2 separate regions of the Anas platyrhynchos genome follow, and region 1 is linked to region 2. A link is a contact called in public Hi-C data. All regions are on one chromosome and are shown on one strand. The core of a region is the stretch at or near the end of the contact, and the rest is flanking DNA. Distances in the headings are between cores, read along the strand shown. Region 1 has its middle 64 kb from the start of PAPOLA. Region 2 holds the start of VRK1 (VRK serine/threonine kinase 1).

What was found. A called contact is a pair of places that touch in the nucleus more often than the background predicts.
Region 1: a Hi-C map of small yellow follicle shows a contact between it and region 2, with 2.1 times the contacts expected there. The contact joins the enhancer-like site here to the promoter of VRK1 in region 2. A contact is called at or near these places in 4 of 8 Hi-C or Micro-C datasets (F1 follicle, F5 follicle, skeletal muscle and 1 more).

Annotation. Positions count from the first base shown.
Region 1 is chr5:14,683,824-14,690,294 of IASCAAS_PekinDuck_T2T, forward strand. No RefSeq gene overlaps it. Among named protein-coding and RNA genes, the nearest start is that of PAPOLA, 64 kb to the right of the region's middle. Within about 2 kb of position 4,263, at least 3 of the 8 cell types and tissues checked have an H3K27ac peak or open chromatin away from gene starts, as enhancers often do. A contact at or near this core is called in F1 follicle and small yellow follicle, where this site is marked.
Region 2 is chr5:14,607,263-14,613,472 of IASCAAS_PekinDuck_T2T, forward strand. It overlaps VRK1 (VRK serine/threonine kinase 1), which reads right to left and starts at 3,557. Exons shown (of 13, transcript XM_027458514.3): 1 at 3,449-3,557.

The DNA.
Region 1 (6,471 bases), core at 3,013-5,512, 77 kb after region 2:
TCTTCCCCAGAGCTGATAGGGCAAATGATTCCAGCTCCATCTACATTCCCTCATATTAAATGAGATAATTTGTGTTGTACAGTCACTGAGTGGATTAAACAAAGCCACCCAGCTGGAGATATAGTGCAGTACTCCATATTTTTCAAGCTGACCATTTATTCTGAAGAATTCAAAAGGATTTGGACTGAGATCTGGATGAACAGAATTAGGGTAATTCTGGCTCCCAAGGACTGGCTGACATGTTTCCTTTTCTCTTCAGGAATATATATATAAAATAAATAAATAAATAGAGTGACAGAAGGAAAACATAAGAAAATGACGAATCTAGAATACTGTATGGAGAAGGAAGGGCAACATATAAGACTGGTTAAGTGGCTATTTTATCTTCTAACTGATGGTCTCTATTATCAGTTTTAGACTGAACTGAGAAAACATTTAGCAGTATAAACCCTGACTAATGGTGAAATACACTCCACAGTACTCAGTAAGTAGCAGATCTCAAAATTACCACTTTTTAAAGGTCAGGAGCCCATGTAAATATAACACATGCAATCTCCAGAGCAGTAGGTCTCAACCTGCATGATAGCTGCAATCACATTTGCCAGGGCTCCAGCATGCATCCCAGGTCCATATGTCTGCTCTAGCTTTTTCCTGGTGGTCAGCCTACATTTCACCTCACTAGTACACCTTGCCATGTCCAGCCAGCCCCTGTCTTGGCCAGGGAACCTTCACAGTCCCTCACTACAGAGCACACTTTGCTCTATCCTCTTGCTTGTGTCTACAGAGACCCACAAATCTTAACAGGGAGGAATTAATCCCTAGACAGTAGCTGTTTGTATGAGTGTGTAGGCACCGACTGTCCTGGCTGTGTCAGGAATTTGGTTTAGAGCCAGGCAACCAGAAGCCAAGTCATCAGGAAGAAGGGAGGACATGAGGAACAGTATTTGAATGAACAAAATAATCCAGTGCCATTCTTGTGCTACAGGGCAGCACTTCTCATAGTGCTAAGGAAGCTGAACCCAACTCATCTTCAGATTCCCACCTTTTATTGCATTAATAAAATAGTAAATTAGGAAAACAAACAAACAAACAAACAAACAAACACATTGCCTTCTTTCTCAGCTAGGCTGGATATTTCATGGTTTTTAGAGGAGTTTGTTTTAAGGTGATTTGGTTGGATTTTATATCCACCAGCGCCTGGCTCCAGAGCTCTGCTGCATAATGCGACATGTCCAGCTCTCCCCCTCACTTGGGGCATTCACTACTCAGGGCTCCCCCACCTGGATTTCTCTGTCCTACCTCTGCAAAGGGCAGGCATTTTTTTGCCAAGGCTGGGGTAAATCCACAAAGGAACCACTTCTTTTCCACACAGGTAGTTCAAAGAAGTGGGTTAAGATCTAATCCCAGCAACAGCGAATATATTTTATGTATCTACTCCTGAAGGTTTACTCTAGAGCCAGAAGCAACAATGAAGTTGCTTCTCATAAATAAAAATGAGTTCACTTTCTCCTCCCCCAGATGCTTTTTTCTCAGATTTAGTAATTAATCCAGCGTTCCCTTGGATAAGCTCCCAGTCGGTCCAGTAGCCACTGGCTCATCCCTATCAGCCGCCTCTCCAGACAAGTCACAGCTATATGCAAACAGACGTAAATGTAATAACCAAAAGTTTGCTACAGCGATCAGTGATCACTGTGTGCAAGAAGCAAGCCAGTGCAGCTGATTAAAATTCATCGCTCAGAATAAGTGATCGTCTCCTGAAGTCTTGAATTACAGCTTGTAATACAAGAAACATGGAAAGGAATCCAATCAGAGTGTAAAAGCAGTGGCAGAACACTGCGCTACTTGCCCCATTACATTGTCTAAGTGTTGTTGGGTGTTTTTTTTCCTGTTTTTATGTGTTGTGTTTTTTCCCAAAACCATGTTTAGTAAACTGATTTTTAATTTTAAATACATATATTTCACCCGTCAACAAAATGAAGTCACTAATGCCATTGAAGACCTGAAACACTCAGACAAGGAAAATTAGCATGACATAGCAACATAGCATAGAAGACAAGGAATACTGTGTGCCACTAGGAGAAAGTTTTAGGTATGCAGAACATAATTACCTAGCCCAGTGGTTAGTAGGAGAACACAGCAAATGTCAAAATGGACAAAACGAAACCCTTCAGAACCAGCAACTTGAAGGTGTAAAAGAATCCCCTGCCCCACTCTTGAAGTCATATCACTTTACAGACCACTTCTAACAGCCTGTTGACAACATTTCATAGTCAGGACCTCTGTGCCAGCCTTTGTGCTCTCACCTCCCAGCCAGAAGGTCCTAGATACACCTCTCATCGAACATGGGCTCACACCCAGCTCTGACACAGCAATACTGGAGAAGTGTTGTACTCACCTTCATAGGGACAGCCTGAGGGCACACTAAACCTCCCAACACAAGAAATATTGGCCATTCCTCCCCAGAAAAGGACAGCTAATTCCAAGGCCTGCTGCTCTGAAGGCACCTTGCCAATATTGGGTAGGAGGACACAACAAGGAGACATGCAGGTACAAGCAGCTCCAGATGAGCTAAATTATTTCCTTCTTCACTGCTTAGCAGATAAAGGAGGAAGCTGAAAAAGGGCAAGGATAAGCGTGGTTTTCCCTCCCTGCTGAGCAGGGGTACCAGTGCTTGGAACCCAGCTGGTTCCCTTCACCTAGCTGCTGCTGAGCCCAAGCAGCACCTGGGGCCTTGTCTCTCTCATGGAGAGTGTGTCTGACCAGGGCCCCGTGCTTCCCACCCAGCCCAGGCACAGTAGGGAGTAGCTGGACAGGTACCCACACATCTTGGCTGCACCATGGACATGGATGCACCTGCACGGACCTCAGCACACCTCCTACCCTCCCAGCTTTGACAAAGCTTACTGAGCTTGAAGGGTACCACAATTAAACTCCATTTCCCAGTCAAAAAAGTGAAATTCAGCTGCCTCAGATCCTCTCCCGCTTCACCCAACTATCCCGCACCTCCAGAAGGGGGTAACTAGCATCCCTTAACAGGACTAAACATAGGTTGGTTAGGATGCCCTAACGAACATCAGTCCTGAAATACCCTGCTGCTCTGTGAGGCTTGTCCTCAACATGCAGGGTTTAGGTTAAAATCTTTTACCCAATACAGTGCTTAAGTCTCCACTGAAATGTGACTATGACAGTGTGATTTCAGTAATGTTAGTACCCTGAGCCTTTTGGTAGTTATTCTGCAGAGAGTGCTCTCCTATATATTTACAGACGTGAGTATATATATAACAAGTCCATCTCACCCCAGTGTTTAAAAAGAAAAAACACTTTCGAAACACATCTCTAATGACATAGCTACGTGAGCTACGAAAAGATCAGAATTCATAGGGAAAAAAAAAAATCATAGACTAACTCTTGTGTCTGTAACTACAGTCATTTAGCAGTAACAGCCCACCCAGCTGTCCCTGGTACCACACAGTTTTTTCAGACCTAACACCAGCCACATCAGTAATGACTCCCAGTAACTTCATTTACATCAACTTTTCTTTTACTACCTCTCTCCACCCTCCTTACGCTACCTTACATCATGCTATTTGGATGCACCCATTTCCTCTCCATAATGCTACAAAGCCCACAGCAATCTCTGGAAGCCTTTAAGTCATCCTGCAAACAAACAAAAAAAAACATTGCAAAAGGCTTGCTCATGCCTTTACTCTTCAGAGGACTTCCCTTAGCTCGAGGAAGTGAGCTTGCTTTCAGTAGTACATATATTCCTGGCAAAGCCCTGTTTTCTGTGCTTTGCTGAACTCCTGAACACAGATGTCCCATTTGTGTTTCATTAGTACATCAGCCTCTCTGAGGCTTTCGACCTCTGCACTAGGCAATAATTACCTGGCGCAGACCCATTCCCTCGCCAGCTGGCCTGGGAGCTGCTCTGCTCAGACCAGGGCTCTCTCTGCTGTCAGCCCTTTCCAGTCAACTGGACAGCTCAATCAGCAGAAAATATCAAATATGGTTGTTGTTTGAGCTCAGCCAGCATTATTTCTGCTTGATCTGACAACGCCTCTCCAAAGAAAGATTATGCTTCCCAAGGTCTAGACAGGAGACAGAAGAGTTAAGATGTCTTGCAGGGTTTGTTGAATTTAGAGGCTCTTTTGCAAGCTGTTTGGGTTGATCGTGTCCTTCCCTTACCACAAGCAGTGTTGTAGACACCTCCCTCTCTCAGGCCCAATGACTATTTAATTATTTGCGCAAAGTGGAACAGCTCCGATGAGAATGAAAGAGCGGCTGAGACTGACGGCGGTCCCGGGCTGAGGGGCCTGCCTGGGATGTAAACAGGCAGCCTGCCCCTGGTTGTTCCAAATTTGTGTCCCCTCCCACACAAGTGTACAGGGTGGTGAGAACGATTTTGCTTTTACAGATTTCCAGAGAGATGCAGATTTGCCGTAGTGCAGAAATTAAAATCTTGGAGTGGTTCCCGAGCAGTCTTTGCCGGCTGCACTAGGAACCACACACGGAGGCAGAAGGAAACCCCTGAAGCAGAGCACCTCCAGCCTCCCTGCCACATTTGCACCACACTGGCCCTTGCTTCAGGTGTTGTTATCTGTAACGTGTGGGAGGTGAGGTAAAGGATCATTTTTTTAAGCAACAGTCATCACATTTTTCAAACAGATTGGTTTAGATTAGCAAGAGACAGGAACAGATGAAAAGATGGGCCAGGTGACATTCCCCAGATATTCTTTCAGCATGAGAGAACAGGAGTCTGAGCAGCATCCAGAGACTGAGTCTTGGGTGAAAGGAAGAAAGGTAAACAGACAAACAAAAAAGCAGTGATGTTGGCTGATGATTGATCTGCAAAGAGGACAGCCAAGCACATCTCCGTGTGCTAAAGGAAGAAATGAGGCATGGTACATCCTGACTTCCACAACAGCAGCACTGCATGAAGTGTTTCTGGGGGAGCTGAGGAGTGCTGGGGAATCCCTGCTCCTTGTTTCACCCAGCAGGTCCACTGCAGTGTGTGGGAGCAAAGAGCGATTTCATGGACTTAAAGATAACCCTGATAACTGCTAAAAGAAGGCAGAAGACATAGCTCAGAATGATGATTCAATATGAGAGAGGTATTGAAGATGAGGTGTGTTTTTTTATTATTTTAATTCCTACCATCTTTCTACTGAGGATACTGTTTTGAGGAGGTAGTGCCACAGACTTTGAAGGAGATTTTACTTCAGATAAAGGAGCAGAAACTATCACTTTGCTCAGAGTCCTCTGTGGACTCTAATTTTTAATACTAAAAGGAAGAAGGGGACATTGAAACAAAAGGCAAATCTTTTATTTACAGGAACACATGGTTATTGTGTGTCTATTCTGAAAAGCAGAAAGTAGAAAGAAGCCAGAGGAACAAGAAGTGAGTGATGGATAACGTGATCTAGTGGGCTTAATTGAAAAATGGTAGGGTGAGATTTATAATTGAAATACTGATATTGATGAGTTCAATCTATACAGGATACGAACAACAATAATATTTAGCAATGATGCAGCACTTTTCATCTTCAGAGCTCATTAACTAATTAATCTTCACAACACCCCTGAGAGGCAGGTAAGTATTATTATTATTAGCCCATAAGAAACATAATCCAGGATAGAAGCAGGGGAAAGTGGAATTCAGGGCCAGAAGTGACTCTGTAATAGGGAGGAGGGTGGAAAATAACTCCCTTGTTCAGGCACAGCAAGCGGCAATTCTATTACCAGAGGAAGACAGCCTGGCACAGGAAATTCTCGTGTAGGAGACCCATCCTTTCTTCTACACCAGAGAAAAAGGCATAAAAATGTGAGACAGGAACCCAAGCAACAGAGTAAAATTTATAAAAGGGAAATAAAGTGAGTCAAAAGGCAGCAGAATGAGTTAATGCAAACCAGGAATGGTGAAAGACAAGATGCTGCACCTTTGCAACCCAGGGCCAAAGCAATGCTCTTTCAGTGAACTGAACTATTAGGCTGGCTTTGGATAGGAAAAACAATAATAAAGACTGTGTTTGTAGACGGTGAAGAATTAGCAAAGGCCTTGTTGATAAAGCTAGTGATAAAACACAGGAACTTGGCTGTGCTGAATGGGAGTCTGGCAGCAGGCTCAGATCACAGAAATCCCACATAGCAAAATGAGATAATTCTTGACATTTAATTCTCTTATTCTCTCCTCTTAAGTGTGAGAGAAAACAGAAATACTGAAGGGAGAAAATAGGAAGCAGACATAACAGTAATCGTCCAAAGAAGGCAGGAGCTAATGTGGGCAAGACTGAAAGGAAGAACCATGGATTAAACTGAGAGTTGTCTTGTTTTTTGTGTCTTGTACTGAGACATTTTTGCCTCTGATTTTGGAGGTTAAAAAAATTTTCATAAAATAGTTAGGTTGATCTGAAGACATTGCCCATATTCTCTGCACTTCCCTGTCAGTAAACTGGAGATAGTTCCAGGTTCAAT
Region 2 (6,210 bases), core at 2,307-4,806:
TCTTCAAGGTGATACCCACTGTACTGTCTTAGAGGAAGATTTTTCCCCTAGACTTTCTGCAGAACAAAAATGACACTTCCAAGCACCAGATGCAGTCTCAGCTAGGACCATACCAATGGGAATGTGATGGTGTCAAAGCATCAGGAACAGACACAGTTAGGAAGGAATGGCAACATGTTGATACTGCTTAGAAGAGCGGGCCAACAAGATCAGAGCAGACTTTTAAGCAGCTTCTCAGGACACCCAGCTCAGGAAAAGGAAAGACAATAACACAGGGGGCAGACTGAAGCCTTTAGAAAGTGATAATGGGAAAATAAAATAGTTTTGAACTCAAAGACTGACTGACTTAAGGAAAAACAGAGTGCAAAAATCAGCAGTGTTGCCTAACGGACTCAGATGTGGGATATGATCGCAATCACTGTCATTTTCTAATGAGTACAAAACGAAACGAAGTGAGCAAACAGATCTCAAGCTAAGAACAATTTGAGAGACATGAAGAGGACTGGAGAGACTGCAGCTTGACCTCTTGAGTTACTGCTCATCATCCCTGCGAGACTTGGAAGTGTCTGAACCACTGTTCAGTAAAGGCACAACTTGCAACCTCTTTTTCAATAAAGCTAGCAAGCCAGTGAAACAAAACGATTGATTCATTTCACATCTTTGACATTCACAGCAAGTCTGTTGATAGTAGGTTTGCTTGAAATGGAATTAAGTTTACTTAAAATAGGTCCACAATAGTATAAAAGGAGCTGATGCTTTCCTTTTTCGGCGTTATCATTCAATGTGGTCAGTAATTATATGCCTGAAGGTAGTTAGTTAGAAAAAAATTAACAATGTCTTCCCTTCATCCATAAAAGCAAAATTTCAAAATGGACATAAGTTTGAACGTCCCCAGCTGGGAACCCTGCCCTTCCAACTACACTAGATACACATACATGGTTTCCTGGCTGCCTATATTCATATCCATCTGTTAGGATGGCAGCGTGCCTACTTACAAGTTGGTCAAACTATCAGTAGGCCATAGGTGCCAAACACTGATCGCTTTCAATGGGCAGCATGCACAACGCTAAGCACAGAGCCTATTGCTAAAAAGCTGTTATCCCTGGAAATATTTTAGCAATGGCCACACATGCTTTCACTTGTATGAGCCATCCATTCAAAGACTGATTGAAAGCAGAAATACCTGGAGGCTGCAAGAACTTTTGTCATGAAAGTACAAAATTGAAAAATAACAACAAAAATAATGAAAAAATGAGATAATGACATTTTACTGCAAATTGTATCATTCCGTGTGTTCCTCACAAAGCAGCAAACACAAGAGGTTTGTCAGGAAATGTACGAACCAGCAAACGCGATGCAGAACTGCCTACTGTACTTTCAACAGCTGGAATACAGTCATCTACTTTTCCCTAAAATCACCTTTAAAACTTCATTAAGAGAAATCACCTTTACCTTTCCTGCATCTCAATTACCTTTCCCCATCAGTAAATGGAAATACTTTCTATCTCGCAGGTATTGTGAAGCTCAATTCATTAGTGCCTGCAGCCATGCTGAAGTCCTTGGAAAGAGAGTGCCACCCGTGTCAAGTACTATACTATCATTCAAGTAGCAAATAGATCTGACCCTACTTAGCTAAGGTATCTGACAAGAACAATTTTCAAGGTGCACGATTGTAAACAGCAGCATTTTATGTGGTTACAATATGTGCAAAACAAAGATCTTCCTTCTAACAAGTATGAATAACAGAAGCCTATTTGTCTAAACTCTCTCTGAAAGCCTCTTAGTACCACAAAGGCTATTTCTCCTTCTCCCTAATAAAACATCTTGGAAGAAACTGAATAAACCGTACTTGAGATATGCAGACAATTTTGCATCAATAGTTCCATTAGTAGTGTTATCTTTACAAACGTGTCTGCAATGGTTGCTACTCTAACTACACTTGAACTCTTAGAATAAATATGAATAGCCACTTCTCAATTGGTGGTAGCATCCGTTCTCAATAAAACTTTGTAATTAATATAAATCAAATTTATTTTGAAGGACGCATTTCAGCTGCGTGGCAAGTCTGACTGGTTTCTTCCTGATCCTCTCCTTTTATTCTCAGGAAATTGTCGTTTTCATGGTTGTTTATCTCAGTAGGACCTATTCTCATTCTCAGCGCTGAGAAGGCACGTTGGTGACCTGTGCTCCTTTTCACGAACACGTAGGCCTGGCAAGACCTGAAGTCTGTGCATCATTAATACCGCTCATTGGTCACAGCAACACACCTTTTCTGCCTGAAAAAAAAAAAGGAAATAAAGACCACCAGAAACAAAAGAAATGTTTTCGCTTACTGAGCAAGAGGGGAAGAACGCAACACCTGAAGACTTCTGAGTGCTGCAGGACTGCTTCACAGGAAGGAGCACAAAAAATGCACCTGAACAGCAGTGACATGCAGTGCCAAGGGGTACATGGACCCATCACAATTTGTGTGTCCAGCATATACAAAGAAATCTTTGCTCACTATCATCATCTTACATTTTTGAGTACTGCTCGGTTAATAATCTCGGTTCCCAGAGATTGACAGCTAACAAATGATGCTACGTATGGAAGATGAGGCCTTACAGCTCTTTCCATAAGAATCTTTTTTTTTTTTTTTAAATACAAAATGAGTAAGTGTGCATTGTTAGACCACAATTTACTAAAAGTTCTTCATCATGATTGCATCATACTAGGCAAACTGAACTTTATGTGTTGTTTTGTGGGGCTTTTGGTTTTGTTTTTTAAAAACACACCAACACAACCTTCTTTTTTTTCCCCCTAACTTCAGAAGTTTGCTCAGAGAAAGGAGGCAGTCATTTACAAGGGGAATTGCTGTGTTGCTAACTAATTCCCAAGTGTCTCCAACAGATACATTTTACTCTTCTGTGTGGTGGAGAAGTACAGGTTCTCCTCAAAATCCGATGCCTTCAGTTAGTTCTTACAATAAAGAACACGGAACCCTTTATAAGGTGCCTCTGTCACTCCAAATCACCTCCAAACCAACAGCAAGTACCCATGCACGTGAAAGTGACCTAACTTTGCGGCTGCCTGGCGGCTTGGCACACCGTACAAAATTACCACCTCTGAAATTCATCAGGAACCCCGCCTGCTGGGGGGTACCCCTGGGAATTTACCCAACAGTTCACTCCTCCAGAGAAGGCGGCAGCGGCCTTCTGACAACAGCAGCACCTCAGGATTACTCGGGAGCAGCCCCGGGCAGGGGACCGCGAGGCCTGCACGCCGGGCCCTCCGCGCCGCGCCTCAGCCCCTGCCCGCCGCTGCTGGGCGCCGAGCACCTGCGGGAAGGGCCGCGGCCAGGCCCCGCCGCCCGAGGCGGCTCCCACGAGGCCGAAACGGCGTCCCCAGGAAAAAAATAAAATGAAAAAAGGGCCCCGAGGCCCGCCCGAGCCGAGGCGGCCACCAGTACCTCCTCCGCGCCCCGGCCCGGCCGCCACCGCCGCCGCCGCCCCGTCTGAAATTCCCGCACTGCCCGCCGGCGGCCCGCCCCGCCGCGGCGCCCACCTCCCACCATCGGCCGCGCCCATTGGCCGCCGCGCTCCCGCCTCACCCGGCCCCGCCTGGGGCACTAGGGCATGATGGGAAATGTAGTTCGGGAAACCGCCGAGTTTGGGGAGTTTTGTTTGAAAGTGGGCGGTTTTAAAACGAAGCGCGTCAGGGAGGGGGTGGGCAGGCCGATGGAGGTGTCCTGGGCCCAGAGCCATGGTGGGACACAGGCCGTAGGGTGTGGGGGACCAGGTGGCGCAGCAGTGGTTGGTGCCGAGGCCTTGAGGGGCCCATGCCGGCCATCCCTGCGCTCTGCCCTCACCCAAACGCCTCACAAACCCCCAGCAGCACACCTGCTCCCTTTGTCACTGCCCCTCTCTACTTCTCTCAGGTCCTAGTCAAACCGTGAAGCATTAAACCCGAAAAGTCTTGCTAAAAACCTGAGGTTAGAGGTCACAAAATGTCTGTGAAGAAGCAAGGGGTTCCACCACAGAGCACAGTTACACTTCCAGTCATATCCAACTCTTACCCTGCAGCATGACTATACTGATGCCACGCAAAAGTGCAAACAACTTAAAACAACTTTTTTCCTTTTTCTTTCCCTCTCATTCGCATTTCACGTTATTTTCTTTAGTGTGACGATGTGTACAAATTAAATGAAAGGTGTGTTTTCTTTCCTTTAATGTGCTGCTGTTAATCTTCAAAAGGAAAGCCACCATTCCCTAAGAATAGCAGTATGATGCCGCAGAGTTGTCTTTGTTCACCCACTATTATACATTCCAAGAGGACTTCAAGATGATCTGCTTGGTAACCTCACAGCTCTGGTGTATTTTAGGAAAGCAGTAAAAAACTATTGTACAGAACGCTATTAAAAGGTAGCTACAAATAATTTTTGACGCATTTAAGATCTTTCCAGTTGTCTTTACAAGTTGGACTAATTTTTGTATTTGCTTAGATAGGACCTTACATTTTTGTTTATGAATTCCTTCAGAACCCAGAGAGAATCAACTATAATTTTGAATATTCAATCAATTTGATGACGAAACTGATTTGTTCAGTAAAGATATTACATTTCTGTCTAAAAAATTCCACATGAGATAGGGCTGACACTTCAGCTCTTCATACCAAAGGAAGGTACAATATCATTTTAAAATAGAATCAAGTCCTTAAAGAACTTAATAAAGAATCACTTCAGCAAATACCTATTTTGCCCTTAAAACAAATGGAGAAACAAACACAGAGATGCTGACTACAGTTTGTTTAGCCTGTTGTAACAAAGGAAATTTGTATTCAATGCCTGAGTAAGAAATGGATTTCTGGACTCCTAATTCTGTATTACAAATTGCAAGGTCATTATTAATTGTACCGTTCAAAATATATTAAATTCAAAATTAAGATGCAGAGGGAGGAAAGGTCTTTTAAAATCTTGCAGTTCTTTGAAAATATCTTCTGTATTCATTCCTCACATTAAGTAGCTAAATAGGTAAATAGAGAAATGGAAGATAGGGAAGAAGAGGTCCAAACTCTACAGAGTACCTGTTAATTTCATGAAAAAGAGATGGAGTATTAGAGGCCTTAATGAAAACAGTGTAGAAGAAATGCTACAGAGTCAGATCACTTGGAAATTTCACTTTTTCCTGAAGTTTTCTGAAGCTAACAGGCATGATTTGAAGCTGTTAAAGGGGATCATTTTAAATAATTTGAAACTTCTAACGCGAGAGCTTGTTTGAAGTGCATTAAATTAATCCAAATTAAAGGGCTTTCATGAGTTTCTAAAGGGTTTGTATGTTTTCTTTGGTCAAGGTCCAAAACTCGTATGCACGGGCAATTTTTTTCTACTTAAAAATAAACGCCCAGACTGTCTCGGAAGTGTCTTCACCCATCTTAGTTAAAAATTATATTTATAGGTATACACACGTTTTATCTGGGGAATGCTGGATATCCTACGCTGTAGATACATTCATGTGCAGACAAACAACAGTACAGGCAGTCTAACTATAGCAATACAAAGAACTTCTGTTTATCATCAAACATTTCATATATCCCATTACATGTGAAAGAATTATTATCTATCCTGTTGCAGTGCAATGCTTTTTCCTATAATGGAATTTTACTCTGCAAATTTATTTTGGTATTAAAAGGTTCCACTTTATAATGTCTATGGTTCAATCAGTGATCTAAAAGGCACTTAAATGCTTTGAACAAGATACATAAAACGCTTTTACTGCAAAAGCTTTGCTGTATCTACCAATTTTACCATTGATCTCCTTCCATGTAAGGCAGTTCTGGAAGCTGCCCATGCTGTATAAAATCACATGGTGGCTTTTGATCTCCAGCTGGTGATTAAAGCACATTATGGAGGTTTGAAATTTTCTTGTGGTCATTAGCATACCTCCAAACATTTCTCTGCTAAATAGTAGTGGTGTTCTCACTGCATGCTATCTAAATAAGAAATCAGAAATCTATAAACTTATTATTTATAATCCTTTGTAGCTCTGAGGATAGAGATCTCTTGAATGAGGTGAGCTTACCCGTAGCAATAGACGTACTGATCAAATAATGATTTCTTATGGTGACTAGTCACTAGCAAAAAGCAAGGAAGAATGAGGTTATATATTTTTAAACCCTCTTTTGATGCAAACAGGCAGAACTCCATGCTTTGCAACACCTTGTATAATTACTCCC